2 separate regions of the Mus musculus genome follow, and region 2 is linked to region 1. The links are chromatin contacts, called in public Micro-C maps. All regions are on one chromosome and are shown on one strand. The core of a region is the stretch at or near the end of the contact, and the rest is flanking DNA. Distances in the headings are between cores, read along the strand shown.

The links. A called contact is a pair of places that touch in the nucleus more often than the background predicts.
Region 2: a Micro-C map of muscle stem cells shows a contact between it and region 1, with 2.1 times the contacts expected there. The contact joins the promoter of Borcs7 here to the enhancer-like site in region 1. A contact is called at or near these places in 3 of 39 promoter capture datasets (cranial neural crest, macrophages and maxillary cranial neural crest), 1 of 484 Hi-C or Micro-C datasets (muscle stem cells), 7 of 115 datasets of contacts at active chromatin or transcription factors (bone marrow-derived macrophages, effector CD8 T cells, embryonic fibroblasts and 2 more) and 1 of 9 other capture datasets (adipose tissue).

Annotation. Positions count from the first base shown.
Region 1 is chr19:46,647,085-46,651,368 of GRCm38.p6, reverse strand. The region is part of intron 3 of Wbp1l (WW domain binding protein 1 like); the gene reads right to left. Among named protein-coding and RNA genes, the nearest start is that of Gm36602, 17 kb to the left of the region's middle. Within about 2 kb of position 2,553, at least 35 of the 459 cell types and tissues checked have an H3K27ac peak or open chromatin away from gene starts, as enhancers often do. A contact at or near this core is called in adipose tissue, bone marrow-derived macrophages and muscle stem cells, where this site is marked.
Region 2 is chr19:46,687,921-46,692,204 of GRCm38.p6, reverse strand. It overlaps Borcs7 (BLOC-1 related complex subunit 7), which reads right to left and starts at 2,299. Exons shown (of 5, transcript NM_025563.3): 1 at 2,120-2,299. The coding sequence starts at 2,257.

The sequences.
Region 1 (4,284 bases), core at 1,304-3,803:
GAGTCCATGTAGGGTTAGGAAAGGAACAGAACCTAGGTTCTGTTTTGTTTTCTTTTTTTTCCCAATTGTTTTATTCTTTTTAGTTATGAAATTAGAGAAAAAAATTCAATTTTAAAAGTACCCTTGACTAGGGGCTGGAGAGATGGCTCAGCGGGTAAGAGCACTGACTGCTCTTCTAGAGGTCCTGAGTTCAATTCCCAGCAACCACATGGTGGCTCACAACCATCTGTAATGGGATCTGATGCTCTCTTCTGGGGTGTCTGAAGACAGAGACAGTGTACTCATATACATAAAATAAATAAATAAATAAATCTTTAAAAAAATTACCCATGACTAATTTTATTTTTACTGGCCTCTTTTTTTTCTTTTCTTAGGTTTCTCCTGTGTAGCCCTGGCTGTCCTAGAATTCACTCTGTACACCAGGCTGGCCTCCAACTCAGACACCCACCTGCCTTTGTCTCCCGAGTGCTACGATTAAAGGCGTGCATCACCACCTCCCAGCTGGCTTTTTTTTTTTTTTTCCAAATGATAAATTTAAAATAGTAGCCTCTCTCTGTGTATGTGTGTGTGTTTGTGTTGGTGCACACATATAATTCAAGCATTCATGAGACTAGCCTGAGATACATTGAGAGATGCTTATTTTTTTAAAAAGGGAGGTGGCGGCTGTGGCAGTGGTTATGCTAGAGTAACTCAGGAGAAAGGACTTGCTACTCTTTTAAAAGACCCAAGTTCGGTTCCAAGGACCCACATTGCCCGTAACTCCACAACTGCCTGTAATTCTAGCTCCTGGAGAACCCACACTCATGTGCACACAACCACACACACACACACACACACACACACACACACACTTAGAATTGGGGTGAAGTTTGGCAGTAGAACTCATGCCTGCTTGGCATGGGTGAGGTGGCTTCTAGGTCCCTAGCACCACAAACCTGGAAATGAAATGAAGTAATAAAATACAGGCTCTATGAACAAAAATAAAGGAGTGTGCGGGCCTGAGGGTGGGCATCTGGAAGCCGCTCTGGCGGAAAAACAGCTTTCTGATCCTAGTTTGTTTTCCCAAATGTGTGCATACTTCTTTATAGTAGAAAGGACTTCTTAGCTGCTATTGACTGAGAAGAGAGATTTTTGCTCTCTGTCTGCTTATTGTTGCGTTTGTTTTGAGACAGGGTCACAGCCCAAGTTGGCCATACTTCCGTCTCTACATCCCAAATACTGGGATTACATTTGTGTTTTTAAATTATTATATAGCTATGGATATGCAGACAGAGGTGTAGCTTCTGCGTGTGTGTCTGGGTACACTCGCGTGCATGCGAATGTGTGTGGCTTTGGGGCGTCAGTCCTAGGCCTCCAGCCCTGGAACCTTGCACCTTTACCTACTGAGATTTCACTGACATACAAGGGGGCACTGGGTCCCCAGGAGCAGGAGTTACAGCTGTGACCTCAACCCCAGTACTGCAAGAGCAGTGTTCTCAGTAACTGAGCAATCTCTCTAGGCCATCACTGTGCCCCTGGGGATTCAACTTGGTACTTCATAATTGCTAAGTGAGCAGACACCCCGAAGCTCTCTGCTCTTGTTCTTCACCCCCACCTTACAGGTCAACATGAAAAGTATATCCCTTCCTTCTCTAGAAAATCAACATTAATGTTATTTTTTTTCTTGAATCATTTCCCCAGTATTTCCTCATTCTCTGTATTTTCTGTGCTCTAATATATGTGATCCAAGGCACTATTCTCAGCTATTGCTTTAAACATAACTGTTACGTAAAGAAAATCTCAGCCAGCTGTAATGACACAGGCCTGCAGGACAGAGGCAAGACCTCCAGAGCTCAGAATCAACCTGAGCTGTATAGGGAAACCCTGCCGTGTCAGACAAGAGAAACGCCACGTGCTGCTTTCATGTACACCAAAAATTCCTGATTCTCTCGCTTTGGGTGCATGGGTAGGTCTGAACTTCCTGGCCTCTATATGCTTGGGGGAGGCTAACTAAAGCTACCTATTGACAGAACTTAAAAGCAGCGTGTCGTTTAGTGACAAGCATGCTTCTTGTGTGAAACCTTCCATCAGCCCCCACTGGTATTCCAGACAGTCATTTCTGGCTCTAGACTATGAGACATGCCCCCGTGGTAACAAAGCCCCCATTCCACCTTCATCGGACACAGCAAAAGTGAGGAAGAAGCCCGTTGGTTTCGGCTGCTAGGATTCTGGACATGTTTGTTCCTGCAGCAAAACCTAGCCCATCCTGACTGCCACAGTACGCACTACAGGGTTTTCCATGTGCGATCTAAGGATTTATCAGGAATTGTTCTCACTGTTGTTTATTCTGTGCTCACACACAGTACATGTATAAAGTCAGAGGACAACTTAGTGGAGTTGAGTCTCTCCTGCCACCAGGACAGTCCGGATCAGAAGTTACCACCGAAACCGTCTCCTAGAACTCAGGAGCGAGCAAGCTTAAAGAGATTCTTCACCTAAAACAAGACTGAGGTCCACTTCGCTCAAGTACCGTAGGAAAGGCTTCCTGTTTTTTCAAAAACCACAAATTCGACAAATGAGGAAGAACAGCAGGCCGCAAAATCCAGGGCCTCGTGCATGCTGGGACGCACGTGCATGCCCGAAAGTGCCCGGAAGACGTTCCCATGCCCTGGCCCACATTCTCCCACTTGATATGAGAAGGAAAACCTTCTCTACTGCACACCAGCTGTGTGATGTCACATGTGACTCTAACTGGGTAAGCACCTCTCAGTCTCAAACATAAGACCACAGGAGAGTCATCTGTGTGGATCTACACAAGGAAAAATACAAGGTCTTGTAGCACACTGGGTGTCAATCTAGGGATGGGAAAACGGACAACAACCTGGTCCCGTCTGGTGGGAAGGCAGACAGATGACAGTCTGATATGGCCTACACAAACGGGGCTGTCCCGGGAATTATGCCAGGCAAGGCTATAAACTGGCTGTGAGCAGGGGTGGGGTATTGATTAGTCTCAGTGAGGTTGGACCAAATTTTAATATTTTAGCTACATTTCAGAAATACAGAGATAGGTTCTATTATTTTTGTCTTTGAGACAGGTGTTGCTATACAACTGTGGCTGGCCTCAAACTTGGGGCAATTCTCTACTCTTATGTTCCCCAAACACACACACACCAACCTAGATAACGCCCACCACACTTCCCGCCCAAGTTATGACCTCGTGGTGTGGAGCATTTGTCATGCTAAGCTAAATGAAAAACATGTTTTTAAAAACAATCACAGTCCCATGTAGGAACTGAGTCATGTGCCCTAGAGTTCAGGACAGACTTGGGAAAATGTCACTCCTCGGCTGGCAAGAAACTCCCCACCAGGGAGCAGGCTCACACTGCAGAGACTTAGCCCCCCTTGTTCCCATGGCCCCGACAGTTCCCATCAGGAACTCCTGCCCTGATGCTGTTTAAAAATCTTTGAATTTGGAAAACGAATTTTTATAGTGTCATCTGAACTATAAGGCGACAAACTTGCCTATAGGGTGACCACGGCTACGCAGGTTCAAACTCCAGATAACCCGTGATCTTTGGGATTCTGTTGCTATTCCCCGTGTATGTAAGACGGGGAGAACAATGGTCTCACCCAAGTTAACACACACGTGGAACACTCCCCGCCGTGACTGTCCGTGTACCGTGCTGTCTCTGGCTTGTTGTTATAGCTGTTGAATTTACAGGCATAAGCACAGATGGGACGGATTTCCTTGAAACCCTCCTTTGACCCCTCCTCTAGAATTATTCCATAAAAAACGTGGGTTAGGATCAAGTCCAGGGTCTGCCTCTAGGTTCTGTTCTTGGCAAAATTCTGGGGAAAAATCAGGCAACTCCTATTTATTGAGGCCCTGCCATGAACAAGATGCTGTGTCCACTGATATGGGCTGCCTGGCTGACCATCCTGGCCCCACCCAGGGACTTGGACCACTAGGGAACTGTGCTTCAACAAGGGCTTGAAGGAGGCTTCCTGCCAGCCAGTGTGCTCAAGAGCTAAACGACTTAATATCAGCTCAAGTGTGTTGAAACATCAGTCACAGAGCATCCCATAAGTAAGGGCAGTTTCTCATATATTAATTAAAATCATGGAGTAAGTATCAGGGGGCTGGCATTCAGTGGATTGGCTGTGCCTCTTTCATGTCATCTCAGGAAATCCCACCGGTGGCTTTCCTCTCAGCTGAAACTCAAAGCAGGGAAACCTGACACTTGAGTAAAATTCCTCCAGATTTTATCTTAGGGACAGAAAATCCAACTTTGACTCCTCCCTGGG
Region 2 (4,284 bases), core at 1,050-3,549, 41 kb before region 1:
AGCTGTGAAATCGTGGGTCGAGCCTGTCTCAGAAATCAGGTTAACTTCAGTTTGGTTTAATCCATGCTGTTTAATGGGCTCACACTCAAACTCTCCGATAGGAGAAGATGCCTGTGTGAGAGACACATAGAACGATGAGGAACGGGAAGGAATGGGCTACTTCAGGGGCAACCAATGGTGGCAGTGATTTTTTTGGTAGCGTGTCCAACTAGTACCATGCAAAGGTAAATTCATTATGATGTTCAATATATACTAGATTTAAATATAATACCATCTCTTGCCAGGCGTGGTGGCGCACACCTTTAATCCCAGCACTCGGGAGGCAGAGGCAGGCAGATTTCTGAGTTTGAGGCCAGCCTGGTCTACAGAGTGAGTTTCAGGACAGCCAGGCTGGCTAAGCTAGAACTCACTCTGTAGACCAAACTCACAGAGCTCTGCCTGCTTCTTCCTCCCAATTGCGGGGATTAAGGACATGTGCTACTATACTTGGCTTTAAAAAAAAAAAGTTTAATTGCATTTATTTACTTAATCTGTGGAGGAGAGAAAAGGATGTGTGTACCATGGCTTCCACACTTGTGGAAGCTTGATGATAACTTTTCAAAGTTTGGTTTTTTTTTTCTTTCCACCATATGGGTCCCAGTTTCGGACAGAAACTTGGATGGTCCAGCTTGGTAGCACACACTTTGTCTTGCTGAGCTATTTTGCTGGCCCCAAACCCACCTTTAAAAAGTTTAAGCCTATTTATAGCATTTCTTCCCCCAATTTGTTTATCTAGAAGAATGTGTGTGCACATTTGTATGATGTATGCAACATTTTACATACACATACACTTTCTACAAAAGAAACAGAATCTAGAAATAGCAAAAAAAAAAAAAAAAAAAAAAAGAAAGGAAAGTCAACTTGACTGCCAACAAAAAACGACCCAGGAACTCTGTGCAACCATGATAAAGTGTCAAATGGTGAAACCATGATTTGCATAATTTATATCTGCAAAAAAAAAAGCAATATAACAATTCTTTAATTTCTTCAAACTTTCCCCTGACACAGATTCCTAAAAGCAACGTGTCAGATGGGACCACATGCAAAACATGTCACCAGAGATCATCAGGTCAGCAATGTCAACAGCTGTTATACAGTAAGGGCGAGCACTTCTTGTAATGGGATTTTTATTTTGTTTTGCAGCCACTGTCAGTGAAAGCCAGCTCTTGCTACACTGCAGGTTTAAAGTAATATAAGTCAGATGTTGTGAACATCCATGCACAGATCCAAAGGCCTGAGAACATAGTGTGTCATTATTGCAACTACATAGGAAAGCAGGTGCCGTTCCTATGAAAACTAAGTTGGAAACGGTAACCACTTGCCGAAGGGTTACTAAGGTAGGGGTTACTAAGGAAGGTGAAATTGGAAGTTTTCTAAGCAGTCCCTTCTGTATCCCAGGTCTCTTGAGAGCTCAGACTAAGGTGTGCCCATTAGGCACCGCCATACGTTTAATTTTCCATTAGTAAATACATACCAAAGACGAGGTCATTGCATCTCATATGCCCGTTTACCTGTCCATGAGCGTGTGAGTTGTCTCATGAGGAAAAGTGTATGAACATGTACGTGTCTTTGTGTGGGCACACGGTTTCTCTAGGGCAGATAACGACCTCAACAAGCAGCGTGTACGTGTCATCAAATCATTCCATTCATAGAATCGGATGGAGGATGGAGAAAGGGGGAGGAGATGGTAGGGCAAAAGAAAAAGCTTGTCTAGGAAACAGTGAAGAGCTTGGCCAGAAATATAAAGAATAAACCCACAAAGAGAGAGGTGTAAGAAATCTTGGAAGTTGAGGCCATCGCCAAGCCGAGATTCGAAAAGCGACTGATGTTCACTACAGACGCCCATGAACACAAACAGGCACTGTGTAGGAGCCGCAGCTCATCTGCCCGCCTGTGCTTCTCCCCTTCCCACCCATCATCTCTTCCAACTACAAGCATTCAACCTAAACTGAAGAAACTCACCCAGAATGCAACACGCGCCTGGGCCAAAAGCCTACACTCCCCAGGATGCAATGCGCCGCCTCTCCCGGAGCCAGCGCTGGGAGGAGGACTGGGCCCGGGGAGCCCACGCCCCGCTCACCTCGGAGCTCCGCGAGCCTTTCAGCACCTGCTTGGTGAGCGCGATTACATCGGTGCCACAGGTGTTCACCTTCTCCGTGAGAAGCCCCTTCACGGACTGACCAAATCGGGCTTGCGAATCCGGCGTCCCAGTCGCCATCACCTCAACTAGCGATCACCCGCAGCCGGACGACGGCGAGTCCCTGGGGCCAAAAGAGACGCAACCGTCCAATCGTGCGAAGAGGAAGGACCGCATGCGCTTAGCTCAAACTGCTTACTAAAATTACTTAAAATGTTCAGTTGATGGACATGGAAGGAGGATACCGTTTAGGCAGGCTACCCTGGAGGGGATAGAATATAATTTAGGTGAATCTCTAGTTTAGAGTCAGAAGATCTGGATAGCATCCCAAGGAGTGATGTGGCTACAAATTACTCAACCCCTGTGTCTTCTGTTATCTGTTTTAGGGCCAGCACTGCGTTACCTAGGCACATTAATACAACTCTGTCAGAAGTTCAGGGTCTTTCTTGGCTGTATAGCAAGTGGAGGCCGACCTGTGATACATGAGACCACATCTATAAAATAAAATATCTATAAAATAAAATAGAGACCCTGTTCAATTCTAACATATTTTATTGAAATTAGCAAAGGGCACAGGCCAAAGAAAATGAAATTCAAATGACTAAGGTAAAGAAATGTCAACATCATTAAATTCTGTGTGTGTGTGCGTATGTGTTTTCAAGACAGGGTTTCTCTGTGTAGTCCTGACTGTAGACTAGGCTGGCCTCAAACTCACGGAGATCCATCTATGTGTGCCACCACCACCTGGCTTTTTTTTTTTTTTTTAATCATTAGTAGTTTGTATTTATGAATAGCCTTTTAATTAAAACTCTGCTTATAATTACTTTGGAAGCAAGTCCTACTATGATGTTAGGTCCCTGGAGTATACCCTTTGAAGGGATATTGTGATCCTGGTCCCTTTTTGTCTCTCTTTCCATCCCGACCTTGGAGTGAACAACCCTCCACCACATGGTGCACTGTGGTGCCATAATCCCAAAGCAATGGAGTCAAATGATGTACACTGGGACCTCTGAAAGAAGTGGATAGCAATAGGAACTTGAAAATCCTAAATTGAGAGTCTGTAGAGGTTGGTTAAAAAAAAAAAGTTCATCCAAGAAAATTCTTGGGCTGGAGGATGGCTCACTGACTGCACTTCCAGAGGTCCTGAGTTCAATTCCCAGCAACCACATGGTGGCTCACAACCATCTGTAATGGGATCTGATGTCCTCTTCTGGTGCATCTGAAGGCAGCTACCGTGTACTCACCTAAATAAAATAAATAAATCTTTAAAAAAGAGGAAAAAGAAAAAAAATTCAAACAAAATTTTACTGTAGGTCAGCTCTGCTTTCTGTACATTTGTTTACTTATAGTTTATTTCTTATTTTTATTTTATTTATAAGTATGTGCCTGCCTATCTGTTTGTGTACCATGTGGACGCGTGTGCCTTTGAAGGCCAGAAGAGGGTGTTTGATCTGTGCAATCAAAGTTACAGACCTATGTGAGCTCTCCAGTGTGGGTGCAAGAAAGTGAACCCAGGACCTCTAGAAGAGCTGTCAGTGCTCTTAACCACTGAGTCATGTCTCCATCTTCAATTTTTTACTTTTATTTATTTATGTTCAAAACAGAGTCTCTCTATGTAGCCCTGGCTATCCTGGAACTCACTCTCTAGACCAGGCTGGCCTTGAACTCATAGAGATCCTCTTGCCTCTGCCTCTTAAGTGTTAGGATTAAAGGCATTTGCCACCACCACCTGGCAATTTATTTTTACTTGTGTGCATTTTTATGTGTGTGTTGGGGGAGGGGGAGTGGTTTGTGCACATGCCTGCAGGTGCCCTCAGAGGTCCCAAGGCAGCATCAGATACCCTGGAGCTCAGGTGGTTGCAAGCTATTCATAAAGGGTTGGGTGCTGGGAATCAAACTCTGGGCTTCTGCAACAGCAATGTTTGCTCTTATCCATTGAGCCATCTTTCCAGCTACTGTTTATTCTTTTTAAAAAACTTGACACATGATTTACCTCGTTATGCACAGTCCTTTATCTAGTATTACTAACTTGCTGGCTTTAATGTCATAGCTTAACACTAACTTCATATTTTAATTCTCCCAGGCTATTGTTAGTACCGCTGAATAAG